Linked DNA regions of Rattus norvegicus: region 2 is linked to region 1. Evidence: chromatin contacts called from public Hi-C data. All regions are on one chromosome and are shown on one strand. Each heading gives the region's core, a stretch centred on a gene start, on an enhancer-like site or on the middle of the called end of the contact. The rest is flanking DNA. Distances are from core to core; before and after follow the strand shown. Region 1 holds the start of Ncald (neurocalcin delta). Region 2 has its middle 64 kb from the start of Ncald.

Region 1 (7,510 bases), core at 2,031-4,530:
CAAAACAATGTAGGGAACGAGAGCTTCTCTGACACACAGTAAACAATAGTGATTATACCTCCTGCTCGACCTTAAATACGTTGTGCATCCAGTTCTGCTCTTTTGGGAAGGGCCTCCTTTTCCCAGCATGCTTCACATAAGCACCGCTCACTTATCTTCCCTGTGTGGATAAAGGTCTCTTTGTAAACAGTGACGGTTCTCTGTGGTGCCTGGTTTGAACTTGAGTGACCTGCCAATACTCTGTTTTCCTCATAACCCATATCTACCCAGGTAAGAGTTCCTCAGTGCAGGCAACGAAGACAAGTAAAGATGGAGTCGGTGGGGTATTAGAGGCGAGTTGCAGATAGCAGCCGTTCCTGTCCATACCAGGTATTTAGAGTACACTGTGAAATTCTCATGGTCCAAGAATAAAATCAGATGCTGTGGAACCGAAATGAGGTTATAGACTCTGTCCAGGGGGTTCTACGTCCTCTGGCCCCACAAGCTCACATGTTAGTTACCTCCAAAGCAGATAGAATTCAGAAGAACCCCAAGAACTTTGGTGGTTAAAAACATGACATCTTTTGTTTCCACACCCCAAACTGAAATTTAGTATTTCCTTCCATTAAAATGTGGGTCACAAACCACAGTGCCTGGGATATTGCCAAGACGAATCACAGATATTTGCATTTTATACTGCAGTTCTTAGACTAACTCTATTTCAAAACAGCATTCGAGAGTAGCACCGCCTCAGTACTGTGGTAACTACTGCACGTGCCGGTCAGGTATACGACTTAATAACATATTAACAAAGCAATTATCCCATCATAATTAAAAGATGGTACATTTTGTTTTTATTATTTTTTATGTCTTGAGATTATACGATAATAACTTACCTCTCCTGTTCTCTTTCCTCCCCTCAACCCCTTCTATATACCCTCTCCGCTCCCTCTTCCCCTCCCCCTCTCTTTCAAACTCATAGCCTCTTTTTCTTTTCTTTTCCTTTTAAAGATACATTTTAATGAAAAGTAGTTCCCTTTGCAACCCAGCACACTTTGTCTTATGCATTTCATATATCATTCTGAAAAAGAGTCCACAGGCATTACCAGACTGCCAGACATGTTCATGGCACTGAAAGGGTTAAGGTTTCCTGAAACCAGACACAGAGCCCTTTAATAATTCAGCAGCCAGGTTTCTAGAGTAAATCATTCCATGCTGGCATCTTCTGAGGCCCAAACACACTTGACCTTGAAAGCAGCACACACTCACGGCTGCAGGTAGATGGTTCTTGAGAACCCCCTTTTCCTCTTTTTGCCCCCCCCCCCAAAAAAAAAAAAAAAGGGCCCTTGGCTCATGGCTTTGAAAGTCTCTCTTCTCATCATGGAGGCTCTTTTCCCAACTTTATCACCGACATTTTGCCACTAACACCGACTCTCTCTCACATTTTTTATTGTTGGAATCCAGTCTCATGCAAGAGGCTGTCGTACATAATCATGTTGTGAATTTAAAACCCAGGGAGAGAACCAAGAAAAAATGAATGAAGGTATCATAGTTGGGACAAGAAAAGTTAAGCACCAAGTGTATGCTACAAGAGATGCCTATAAATGACAGTGCTACCTGGTCCTCTCCCTGCTCAACTGAAATGTCACGCACCAGTTGACACATTAAAGTGGTAGTGTCTGGGTTACGAGAACTGTGAGGTCAGTTAAATGACTGGAAGATGTCTTAGTAAATTCATGGTACGTACAAGCACATCAGACAGTGGACAATCCTAATGGAAGCCCTGATCAAAAGGTCCATTCACTGAAAGCTGCTTAGGAAAGAATTGATACAAGCAGTTATTCATTTACTTCTGCAGCTAAGGGCTTTCAGATTTCTCCCCCATGAGAGCAAAACATAGAACACACAATTCCGAACCCAGTAACATAAGCAAAAAACAAAACAAAACAAACAAACAAAAAAACCCAACAACAACAACAAAAAAAACAAACTAAAATATAACTATATCACCAACCCACAGAGCACATATGTAGTGTGTCGGTCTATGTTCCTTCAGACGCTGGTCCTATCCCAGATGGCTAACTAAAACATGCCTCATTGCTGTTACATCTCTAAGATGTAGAAACCTGTTTGTCAATCTAGGCTTCTGTTTGCTTCGGAGCCTGAGGTTTCCTTGAAATTACAAGCTGCAGAAGATGCTGGCAGAACCACAGCAATGCACACACAGCCTCCGGGAGCATGACGTGTTGGAGAAATCCTTGCGAATCAGAGTTACCGAATTGCTCAAAAAAGACCTGGAGCAAATTTTTATCCAGCATTTTAAATCTACATTTCAGTTAAGGTAGACCTCGCATCAATGTATATTTAGTTCCAGGCTTTTTTCTTCTCAAGATAATTATTTTTAAGAATAAAGATCAGAACCAGCTTACAGAGCTCCTTAGAAAAGGCCAGCCAGCCCCTCCTCTTCAGCCGGGTTTTCAGAGAGAGCCACAAAATAGCACTTCGCAGTAACACCCACAAAACAACCACAGGCATACACACGTAAAGGTCCCACCCCAACTTCCTTGGCACATTGCAGATTCTTTCTCTCTAAACAGGAAGCTGTTGACAGTTCCCCTCTTGTTTACAAAGTATCAAAAGCTCCCTTTACAATACTAACCACAACTTTCAAAGTCTAGAGCCTTTTCTCACGGTTCCCATTGTAGCTAATTATACACGCTGCAAGTGAGGTAGAAACCGAATTCCAGACTGCTGTGGGCTGACGCAGAATCAGCAGCAGCAACAAGGAAAAGTTAGCTGCTCCCTGCAAGGCGGTGCTGGAGTCACCAAACCCCAAACAACAACTGAAGGAGGGATTCCTAGAATTCGAGGGAGCAAATTTGGCTCACCCTGCAAAATGAGAATTTCTAAATAACATACGTTAGTAAGCGTTTCGCAAGGAAGATTACATTTTAACCTACTCCATGGGACATTAATCCAAATATAACCAAGTTCCTGAGACTGCCTGCAGTTCGTGACTGGGAGCTGCTTCACATTCTTTGGCTGGGTTCGTCAGTAACTGCTCTTGAAGGCAAAGTTGTAGGAGGTTACGAGGGGAGGGAAAGCCACCAGGGGCTGTGAAAACACGGAACTCCTGTGTATAAAGCAAACCGATTACCTCAAGCTGAAGAAGTGTGGGGTTTAGTAGTCCATGCTCCTGCAGCCCCTGGGAAGCAACAGCCACAGCAGAAGTGACAGCAATAGCGGCAGCGGCACGGTGGCAGCAGCAGCAAGGTCCAGCATCCACCAGATTCTCACAAGCCTTTGACTGTGCGGACTCAGCCACAGACTCTGCCTCTGGCTGACGTCAAAGTCCCTGTCACATGGCCAGATAAAAGCCAAGAGAGCATTGGTTGTCGTAGCAACCACAGGCTGGCTCTGAAATTATTTCAATAGGTCATCTGTCACTGATGTGTGTGCTCGTGTGTGTGTGTGTGTGTGTGTGTGTGTGTGTGTGCACACGCGCGTCTCTGTGTGTGCATGTGTGTATATATACAGAGTGCAAAACCATTGTGAATAGCGCCTGACAGAATCTCAACCCTCAAAGTTGTGACTCACGAGTGCCTGCAACTTTCACCATTAAAGCCTGCCTGTCCTTTCTCCGGTTGCCAGAAAATGCATGGTGTGACCCCTGGTCTTACTATCACAGCACAAAGCCCCTCCCCCTCCAGTCGAGGAAAGAAACTGCCAACATTCATGAGATAGTTTTCTTAGTGAATCAAATTCTCCTCTAAATAAACTGAGGGAAAACATCTTTTAAGGGGTTGTTGGTAGAAAAACTGTATATTCCTGAAGCTGAATTCTTATCATGTTGATAAAAGATGGAGTGGCTGAAGAATCCTGACAGGAAGCGTGGTGTAGAAAGCAGGGTAGATAAATCCAAGGTTTTATGCCACCTAAAATTCGTTGCAAAAATGATGTCCAGAACACTTCCGCAAGGACACAACTTTAAAAGGACCTGAAGATTATGAGAAAAGGGGCTGGACTCATAGCGGGTCCCAAGCTCTCCCTCCCACAACCCTTGGGTCCATAACAGATTGAGGGAGTTTCATGTTGAATGATTGGTTCAGCATCCTATGGACACTGAGGTCAGAGGAATCTGCCCACCACTGAGGAGTAAACGGTGCAGCTCACCTGTTCCCAAATTACAGCTTTATTTCCTTCAGGGCCACTTTAGCTGATCTTTAGCTCTTTGAGTGCATATGACCCAGTTCGTTCTCATTCTTAATTAACAGGAAGCCAATTAAACAAAATTAAATGAAACCCAAAGGAAGGTATTATGGAAAAAGCCTTTTAGAAAATGTGGACTCATTCAAAAAACAAGGGAGCTAAAAGGTGAGGAGAAGAAAGAGGTTGTTCTAAAAGGACCCTTATGTGCCTGGGTCATTAGGACTACACACACACACACACACACATACACACACACACACTCACACACACACAGGCACGCAAGCATGCACACATGTTCACACACACATAAATGTGTGTGCATACACACTATGAGATATGAGCAACTCTGAGGCCAGTTGGTAAAACTACACTTGTGTCACAGAACAAAACCTCTTTAAGTAGAGTAGCAACTGATTTTTTCACAGGACTAATGTCCAATGTGCTTGGCCACAGAAGCACCCATTCTATCTTTTTCTTCATCGTCCTTGACTTCCCCAAGGAGGAGAGAAGATGGATTTTTATCAGAAGTTATTTCTCTGATGCTGTTGGTTGTACCCTGGCAAAGGAAAAGGCAAAGTTAAGAGTCAGATCCTTGAATTTCAGACTGATGACGGTTGGGGATGTACCTGCTTGTTAGAATGGCAGCAGATGAACCCAGTATGTATGCAGATTGGTTTGAATGCCTTATAAGGGGCAGACTTAAGCAACAGTTCTATTTTCCAGATTTGCATTCCGTTTATAGTTCTGGTTTTCTGTTTCAATGTGTGGGTCCTAGCAATGGGTTAGGAGGGAAGAAGCCCGAGAAGATGTAGGCACCCAGGGATCAAGCTCTCCCTGTGGCTGCCTGACTCTTAGCCCAGCCTCTGAAGCTACGCAGGCTACAGTTTAACATCAAGAGAATAAAACTGCAATGTCACTCTCTACCAGTAGGTGATGTCCTCTGAAGCAAGAAATTCTCAGAAACCTCTCCATTTCAATACTTTAAACAGATTCGTTTAAAACCCGGCAAAGCTTAGTACACCTTCATTCCGGGTCTCCTATCATTTTTGTATCAAGACAGGGTCTCGCTATGTAGCTCTGGCTGTCCTGGAACTCACTCTGTAGACCAGGCTGGCCTCAAACTCAGAGATCTATCTGCCTCTGCCTTGTGAGTGTTGGGATTAAAGGTGTGAGTCATCATGCCTGGCTCTCCGATCATTTTGTAAGTATGCTTCACCGTATGCAGACTTAGGTTTAAATTGCTGGTATATTAAGTCAGCCAGTGGACCATTATTTACCACTAGAAGATGTGTGTACGAAGATCTGTTTCCTGTAGCAGGCACCCATTCTCTTCTGTATACCACACAGGATGGAGACTTTTTGCTAATATATAAGGAAGGAAGCAGACTTCTGTAGGGTATAAAACAATAGCATGATCTCCTTGGAGCTCAGACGTTTAGCAAATTAATCTAAAGGAACAGGCAGCACACAAGTGCCTTCACCCGAGACACGGCATCACACTGAACGCGTCATCTCTTTTTCTGAATGCCAGGTCACTTTTGAGGTGAAGGTGATTCACCTGGTTTTAAAATAGGCACTCAAACACAGGTCTCCCCAATAATTTTACTTGCCCAAACTAAGGCAGGTCCACCTATTATTAGTCTGACTGCTTTGCCAGGAATACATGGTAAATGTCGATGAATGAGCTTTGCATGCCTCAGCTAGCATGTGCTTCGTGCCTCGAGGAGATAATTCTAATCAGCCCTAAAACCCCAACACTGCTAGGCAGTAATGGCAGTGATGTCAGGGTCTCTACTGTCTTCACACCAGTGGGAGGCTCTGTATCTATTCTCGGAGCTCTCTGCTTCAAATCTTATCTCTTATGATTGGACCTTGGGCATGTCACAAAAGTGCCCTAAGCCACAGTGCCGACATGATAAGGTTGTATTACAAGGGAAAGGGATGATACAATACGGATACCTGCCACAGGGCAGGGGCTTAGTGTGTGTCTGCCATCTTGTTCATCTGTCCAGCCCTGCATGTCTGAAGACCTTCAGGGCAGGGAAGTTATCTTCCTGATGCCAGCGGTGAGGACAGAGCCCAGACACAGCAAGGCTCACGGATGACTCATGGATTAGGGAAAAGAATGCAGAGCAATAGGAAGACAGGATGATTTTCTCTTTCTACTAACACCAAAGAGAGAGGCTTTCCCTGAGCCCTCTACAGCCCCAGTGAGGCAGAAGGGAAAAACAGAAGGCGTAAGTGTTGAGTTCTCACAAAATCTAACAATGGATGGTTCCGAGTGAATCAGTCTTACCCTGGCTAAGTCAAAAGCAAGTTGTACACTGACATTCTTTACTGGGTCTGCTGTAATTTACTTTTTAACTGGCATTGAGTGCTCACTCTGTGTGGAATGCTGCTGGATATTCCGCATATGTAATAAATCACTTCCTCTGTAACCCTGTGAGGCAAGTGGGGTTCCTTCTTTATTTTACAGCTAAGGAAGTCGAGCATGGAGCGACTCACTTGTCTGCCCAGTGCACAGCAGGGCCAAGATTGATATTCAGGATTGCCCGAGTTTACACAGTTTTAGAAATGTAGGTGGTAAATATTTACTAAGCACAATTAAATCTTATCTCATTTTGTTTTATACATGAGGGTTGCTTTATTTTTAAATTAATTTTTATTTTTAAATTTACATGTATGTGGTGTGTCTGTGTGTGAGCGTGTGCATGTGAGTGTGGGTGCCTGCATAGGGCGGAGGCATTGTGTTTGAGATCTCCTGGATCTGGAGTTAGAGGCAATTGTAAAACATGGGTGCTTGGAATTGAACTCAGGTCCTCTGCAAGAGCAGAAAGTGCTCTTAGCCACTGAGCCATTTCTCCAGGCCCCAACTTTTATTATTTATTGACTGATTGATTGGTTGGGGGTGCTGGGATCAAACCCAGGTCCTCACGCTTGCTGCAGAACACTCTATCAAATGGACTACAACCCAAGCTCCCAGTTTTAATTTTTTTACAAGGGGGAGAAAATCAGATTTTTGGCATCTGGGGATTGTAAAGTCTTTAATCTAGCCTTGGCTTAGGAGTAATAAGACATGTGGGGAAATGAAATGAGGAAGGTTTGGATGAAGGGAGGTGAATGAGGTGAGACAGTGAAAAGATTAACAATAAAATGATACCCATGTCATGGCAACCCCCGTGGGGTCACACAGTAGTCACAGGCACTGCTGGTTTGCTTCCTAGCATTCGAATTAGAATTCAGGAAATGTTATCACAGAGGTAATAGTTAACACCCATTGTTTTGAAAACATGCTTGAAAGACCTTACAGAGTCACAAAGGC
Region 2 (7,103 bases), core at 4,218-6,717, 66 kb after region 1:
CTGGGACTCTAACCCCCAGGGTAGTGCCAGCCAGCCATATTCAGGGTGGGTATTTCCTCTCAAAGTTAAACCTCTCCGGAAACACCCTTATGGACATACCCAAGAGTGAGTCTTCTAGGTGATTCTAGTCCAACCAAGTTGGCAGCATAGACAGCTACCACAGCCAGGAGGACATCTGTCTCATGCATCCTTCCCAATTCCCCAAGGCAGTTGCTGTCCTGTCTTTAGCAGAACTCTGAAGGTTTGCTCACAGGGCACAGGGATTCTGAAGAAGAAGCTCAGCAGGGAAGTGTGAGGCAAGAGGCTGAAAATGGGATTTACAGTCTCTGCCCTGTCCCCAGCACCAAGGATACCAGAAGCATAAAGGGAAATTAGAGGATTTCTCCAAAAAGAAATAGAGCAGTCCCAGAAAAAGAGCAATAGCACAGATAATTATGGATTCCCCAACAAGCTGAGCAAGTGACTAGTTAGAACTGCCTCAAAGAGTCCCTCAGAGCGTCCAGGCTACACAGTTGCCAGTGAGCTTTTCCTCACTCACTCTTGACTGTGAATGCACAGCTGGGGAGTACCAGACATTTTAAGAAAGATTCTAATGAAAGGCAAACAACTAAACAAAGAGAGAATGAACTTGGAGAAAACAAACAAACAAACAAACAAAAAGTGTAGGCAGCTGAAGAGAGCTTGAAAGTGGCCATAGAACAGCCCAGAAGAACAAGACAAGACAGCGTGTCTGAGACGCAAGACTAAGAAACTAAGGAACTGAAGGAAGTGAGGAATGAGTTCATAGATATAAAAGTCTTAGAACAAGAGTCTTTTGATGCAGTGAATAGTTCTAAAGACACGCTTAGGAAGTACCTTCACATATTGAAAAGGGAGAGGGTACTAAAAGTGGAGGAAGAGAACACAGAGTAAGAATGAGAAGGAGAGTTGAAACAAGACGTCCAGTGCTGGATAAGGAATGTTCTGGAAGAGAAAATGGCAGTGAAACATTACAAGAAGAAATTTTCTACATCAACAGCAACTGTGTTTCTTCGCTGCATGTGCTCACAGACATGATACAGTGTCTCAGACAACATCTATATCAGTCATGTTAGGTGGGTATGAGGCAAGACGATCACATGAGCTCTGGGACAGTCAGCACTAGGATGTGAGTCCTAGCTATCCAGGGCCATAGAGTAAGTCTCTGTGCCAAAAACTTAAGGGAAAAGGAGATATTATTTGACATTTTCAGAATGTCAATAACAGAGATGATCTAGAAGTTTCTAGAAAGAAATAGTAGGTTATTATAAAAAGAGTTTTAGAAACCAGAATGAAAAACTTTCAAGGCCAACATTGGAACCCTGACTTCTTGAGGGAAAACGAGCCTCTGTAAGTAATTAGAGCAATGAAGCTAATCTCTACATCATGAATTTGATTATGGTATGTTTTCATGCGTGTCAAACATAATTACCTCTGATGTATCCAGTGTCAAGATACTTCCCAGGAAGCATGGCCCCTATTTTCCTTTTCAAAGCAACTGGGAAAATCAGGGAAGATGAAAAGAAGATTCAAGGAGAATACCCAACTCAGGAAAGAGGGGAGTCACCTCTAGATGGAAAGAGGGGGAGCACCTCAGATGGGAAGAGGGGGAACTCATTTGTTCCTCATGGCAGCTGTGGTGAAATCATGTCAAAAAGTGCTTCAAGAGACACAAACCCACTGTGAGGGAAAAGAGTGACCCTGGCCAGATAGGGAACTATTTAGGCAGAGGGTGAAAGAAGCACTCCTGGAGACAGTGACATTTGACAAAGACCCAGAGGAAGCAGTGAAATGTGTGAGCATTCAGAGGAAGGGTTGGTGGGAAAGAGCAAAGTAGGGTGATGATTCAAGTACCCAGGGAGAGGGGGCTTCGAAACTTGTGATGCTAAGGCTAGTCCTCAGCTGTGAAGTCAGAATTTCATGGAGGCTGGGGCTGAGACATTAGGGTTTTTTCTTTTAAAAGTTCCTCATGCGACTCTAACACACTGCGGGGCAGAGAACTATGCTAATCAGCAATCAGAGCACCCTCTCGTGCTAGACTCTGAGACACACTCTGTCATTACCATTAGCTCCAATCAAGCTCCTGAAACACAGAGCTAGGCTACTTACTGCCATACCCGGGTGACACAGGGACACACAGAGCTTTCCACAAGTCACTGATGAAGACAACCCTGCACTGCACCCCAGACTTTCCCAGAGAGCCTATCAGGTGTGGGAAATGAGTCTCCTCCATACACGAGCAACTCAATGTTCAACCAGACTGCAGGGAGTGCCACCAGCCTGTGAGGGTGCAGGAATCCCAGGCTGACTGAAGCGAGTAGGATTAATTATGGGTGCTTTCATGTGGGTTATTTTATTATGAGCCAGGGTCTTACCATGTCTTACAACTTCACGTTATTTTTTCCCAGGTGGCACAAAATGTACAATACTTAAAATTATATATATATATTTATTATATATCATATATATATACATGTACACACACACACACACACACACACACACACACACACACACACACACATGATAGCCTCGACGCAGATTGGCTGGACTCTGTAGTCTGGCTCTGCATTTCTGCTGTCTGCTTTAGGGGAGTGGGCTGCTCCCATTAACTATAGCTCAGCTCTAGGTTTCCATTTACACTGTCTGTTGGCAAAATCAGCACCATCTCCAGTAACAGCCCCAGCTTCAGATGGTGCATCTGCCTTCATTTGTCTGTGATCCTTTGGGGTCAAAGGGTCCCAGCCCCCAAACTATGTGCCCTTATTAAACTCAAATTGACCTTCTAAACCCTCATCCTCTGGATATTTGGCATCCCACAATTCCCTGTCCAGTTGGCCTGAGTTACTTGAGTTACTTTTAGGACTTGTGGTAGCCTTTGCCTGTGTGTGTGTGTGTGTGTGTGTGTGTGTGTGTGTGTGTGTGTGTGTATGTGTGTGTAGTATAGTGTGTGTATATACATGTGTGTTGTGTATGTGTAGTGTGTGTATACACATGTGTGTATGTATGGGGATAGGTGTATGTACACATGTATATACATATGAGGGTGAGGGGATAGAACAGGGTGGTCCTGTATGAGGGGAAGGTGGAACAGTAGGGTCCTGTATGAGGAAAACTTCTAAAGATGTTTACCTCCTAGCCGAGAACCTGCAAATACTTTCTTTACATGGAAAGAAGGTTCAGAAATAGGATGTGTCAAAGCTCTCAAGATGGGAAGATCAACCTGGACTCCCTGGTGGACCTCTGTAATTACAAAAGTCTCTATAAGAGATGCTGAAGGATCAGCTCAAAAGCTGAGGTGAACACTCAGGAGCAAATGATTGGAATGGTGAGAGAGGGTTTGTGAGCCAAGGAATGCAGGCAGTCTCCAGAAAAGACTAAGGATGGGTTTTCCCCTCTAGGCTTCCTGAAGGAGCCCTGCTCTGTCCAGACTCCAACTTTCAGAACAGTGAGATACAAACTGGCATGGTTTAGATCCTTAACTTGCTAGATTGTGTCATAGAAGCTAGCTCAGAATGCATGCCTGAGTATCCTGACAAGAGATCAAGGAGTGGGAAGGGAAGAAAAGGCAACAGGTCCCAGGGTGACATGTTGAAATGCTTGCCTCAGGCACCATTACTGACAGACTATGCCATAATGCAGCCTCAAAATTAAATAAATAAATAAATAAATAAATAAATAAATACATGTGCTATGTACTGAAGGGTTTAAATTTGCTCATATATTCTAGCTTTTTAAAATTATTAATACTGCTACTACTATTATTTTTATTTTTATTATTAGTTTGTTTATTTGCTTTTCAAGACAGTAGCCCTGGCTGTTCTGGAATTGTAGACCAGGTAGTCCTTGATCTCAGAGATCCTCCTGCCTCTGCCCCCCACATCGTCCACGTGCTGAGATTAAAGGTGTGCCATGTTCTACCTCACCAATTCACCACCAGTTCATATCCTACATCTACGCCATGCTACGTAGCACAGCTGGCACGGTGTTATTTATCCCTGTACTTATGTGTGACCCATGGGACTACGCGGGCATTGTCCAGGAAGACTGAGGCCTTCCAATCTGGTTAAACCAGATGCAGGGAAGATCAGCATTACTGTGGCTTCATTTGGTGCATCCTTTTGAGAAGCTTCAAACCCACTTTCTCTATATCAAATTTCTCTAATATTTACTTGTGTTTTCTGTTTCTAGGAAACAGAAGCATATTATGTTCTCCTACAGTTTGAAAATTGAGGAAATTAAAAACAGAAAACACATCAGGCCGTCGGCATGGGTGCCATGCTAATTTGTAGAAGCAGGGACGGTCGTCTTTGTTTCTCAGCCTTCTGTGGCCCTTCTCATGTCATAAGCTTATAAGTGATACCCCACAGCAATGACTGCCTTAGTGGCTTAGATCTGCGGAGAAGTGGCTTTGTCCCCAACCAAATAGCCATCTGTTTCCAAGGGTAATCAGATCAAAAGCCCAATAAGAAAATGGCTTCCCAAGGTTCCTGTTTTCTCCTAGGGGATTCTTTTCAGTTCTGGCGTGGGTGTGTATATAGTCACTGGAGTTGATTTGCTCACATCAAGTTCATATGAAATAAATAAGAATTGAAATCACACACGGAAGACCACACAGGAATCCAAGAGCTTTTTGGTTTAGTTTGGCTTTGCTTTGGGTTTTTCTGTTCCTTTATTGAATTATCCCAGGACTGTGCAAAAGTAACGAGGAGTGCCTGGAGCTCAAGGTCATTTGGTGATGTACACCATGGTCAGAATTAACTTCTGGGAGTGGCCCAGTCTACCACTGCTGCCTCCAAGACCCACAGACTCTATATGATTGTTTGCTTTGGAGAAAGCTTTGACATGATCTTGAAAAGCCAAAAGAACTCCATTTATTACGAAAAGAAAGTTTTGGAGAAATGAAATTTGTTCGAGGGTCTGCTTTAGACCAAAACAAAGTAAGGTGGGTTGAGTGGAGAGATGACTCAGTGGTTAGAGCATGTGCTGCTCTTACAGAGGATCCAGGTTCAGTTCCCAACACCCCCATGGTGGCTCACAACAATCTGTAACTCCAGCTCCAGGAGCTAGAACACCTTCTTCTGATGTCCAAAGCACTGTGCATGAATGCAGTACTCACATGTATGGAACTGCGGTCAAAGCTTCATACACCCAAGACAAATGAGTAGGTCATTAAAATGTTAAATGAAGAAGGGAGATGCATGAGGAAAGAAGACCTTAAGTAAGAATGATCTGATCAAAACGGACAAGGAGAGAGGGAAGTGTCCATAATGTATCTAGGAACACACCAGCCAGTCTAATGTCAAGGGGGCATCCCTGCAAGACTGGAATGAAACCAAGAGCGCATTATAAATACACTAGTTCAGGAGAACAGAATATGAGACTATGCTCCATGTGCTTCAAGCGGAATTTAATTCTTGAGGTTTCCCTGCATTCCTCCCGGAAAGGGTGACCAACGGCGTTCTTGGCAGTTAACAAAGTTCTTGTATTTTGGCAGAGTCTGTTCTCTGAGGCCCACAGTCAGTTTCCTCATCAGTCCCTGTGCCTTTGAAAAGTCGGGAAACCATAGCGACAGTAAGTAGAAAAGTCTGGGAAAATGCAAAGTGGTAGAGGTTCTCCAAGACTGCTCTCTGGGCAGTTAACTTGGATCCTTACAGTGCTTCTCTCCCCATCATGGAAGTTCTACCAGCCCCTGCAAAAGCCTAGTGCACTGCAGAGGAGACCGGACACAAGTCTTAGCAGGGCTATGCCCCTCTGCCAGCGTTTACTTCAGCTGTGTGCCAAGGAAGATGTTCCTAGACAGTTTAACTCCTCTGTAATTCAGAAAATTCTGAGGGTTGTTTTTTAAGCATTTACTCTTTAAATATAGCTAACTCTTGAGAATGTGTGGGCCTGAGTCCATCGGATCTGTATTATGATAATGCCTCATCAAAGGACGCTAGAAAAAGAATCTAGTTCATTGCTAGCTGGTGGCACCGAATTTGTCTTTCAAGCCAAGACTGTTTGTCAGGTTATCAAGCACTGAGGATGCAGGAAGATTTCTGGGAATCCCATCCCCTGCTTCCCCTGCTTTCCCTGCATCCCCTGCATCCCCTGCATCCCCTGAGTGTTACCAGAAGCCAATCTAAGTGGTGGATTGCATGGTGACGCATAGCAGTGTTCTTGTTTTAATGTACTTGAGGAAAAATAGAATTGGCACATTTAACTGGCAAGTTCATAGGAAGTGCTCTGTGGGACACATGTCAAGTCAATGCATAAAGAGGAAGTGAGTCTTTTTAAAGAGATATTAAGTTTATTTCTTAAGAATTTTATTTAATATGCATTGGCATCAAACAGTTGTGAGCTGCCATGTGGGTGCTGGAAATTGAACCCAGGTCCTCTGGAAGAGCAGCCAGTGCTCTTAGCTGTTGAGTCATCTCTCCAGCCCTAGATATTAAGTTTAAAAATAGCATAGATATCAGCTTTTAGGATAATCTCTGCTCCAGTTGTCGGGGGATACACTAGGTCCAGTCTGTGCATGCTGTTTTGGTTGGTGGTTCAGTCTCTGAGAACCCAGAAGGGTCCAGGTTGGTTGACTCCGTTGGTCTTCCTGGGGAGTTTCTATCCCCTCCGGGGCCCTCAATCCTTCCCCTAACTCTGCCATAAGACTCCTCAAGCTCCATCCTATGTTTAGTTGTGAGCTTCTGAATCTGTTTCAGTCAGCTGCTGGGCTGATCCTCTGAGAGGACAGTTATGGGAGGGTCCTGTCTGCAAGAATAACCGAGCATCATTAATAGTGTCAGAGACTGGTGCTTGCCTGTGGGATGGGTCTAAAGTTGGGCCTGTTATTGGTTGGCTGTTCCCTTAGTCTCTGCTCCATCTTTGTCCCTGCATTTCTCATAGACAGAACAAATTTTTGATTGAAAATCTTACGGGTGGGTTGGTGTCTTTTGCCTGGCATCAGTGGGAGAGGATGTGCCTACCCCTGCAGAGACTTGATGTGCCAAGTTTGTGGGGGTGGGGTGGGTATCCAGAGGGAGCCTCCACCCTCTCAGAGAAGGGGAGGTGGCTTAGAGGAAGAGAATATTTGAGGAGGGGGTCAGGAG

What was found. Hi-C and Micro-C count contacts between places; a contact is called where the count stands out from the background.
Region 2: a Hi-C map of the A7r5 cell line shows a contact between it and region 1, with 2.4 times the contacts expected there. The contact joins the enhancer-like site here to the promoter of Ncald in region 1. A contact is called at or near these places in 2 of 12 Hi-C or Micro-C datasets (the A7r5 cell line and the Rat2 cell line).

What each region holds. Positions count from the first base shown.
Region 1 is chr7:70,510,484-70,517,993 of GRCr8, forward strand. It overlaps Ncald (neurocalcin delta), which reads right to left and starts at 3,281. Exons shown (of 4, transcript NM_001024371.1): 1 at 3,137-3,281.
Region 2 is chr7:70,574,569-70,581,671 of GRCr8, forward strand. It overlaps a transcript of Ncald not described here. Among named protein-coding and RNA genes, the nearest start is that of Ncald, 64 kb to the left of the region's middle. Within about 2 kb of position 5,468, at least 8 of the 93 cell types and tissues checked have an H3K27ac peak or open chromatin away from gene starts, as enhancers often do. A contact at or near this core is called in the A7r5 cell line, where this site is marked.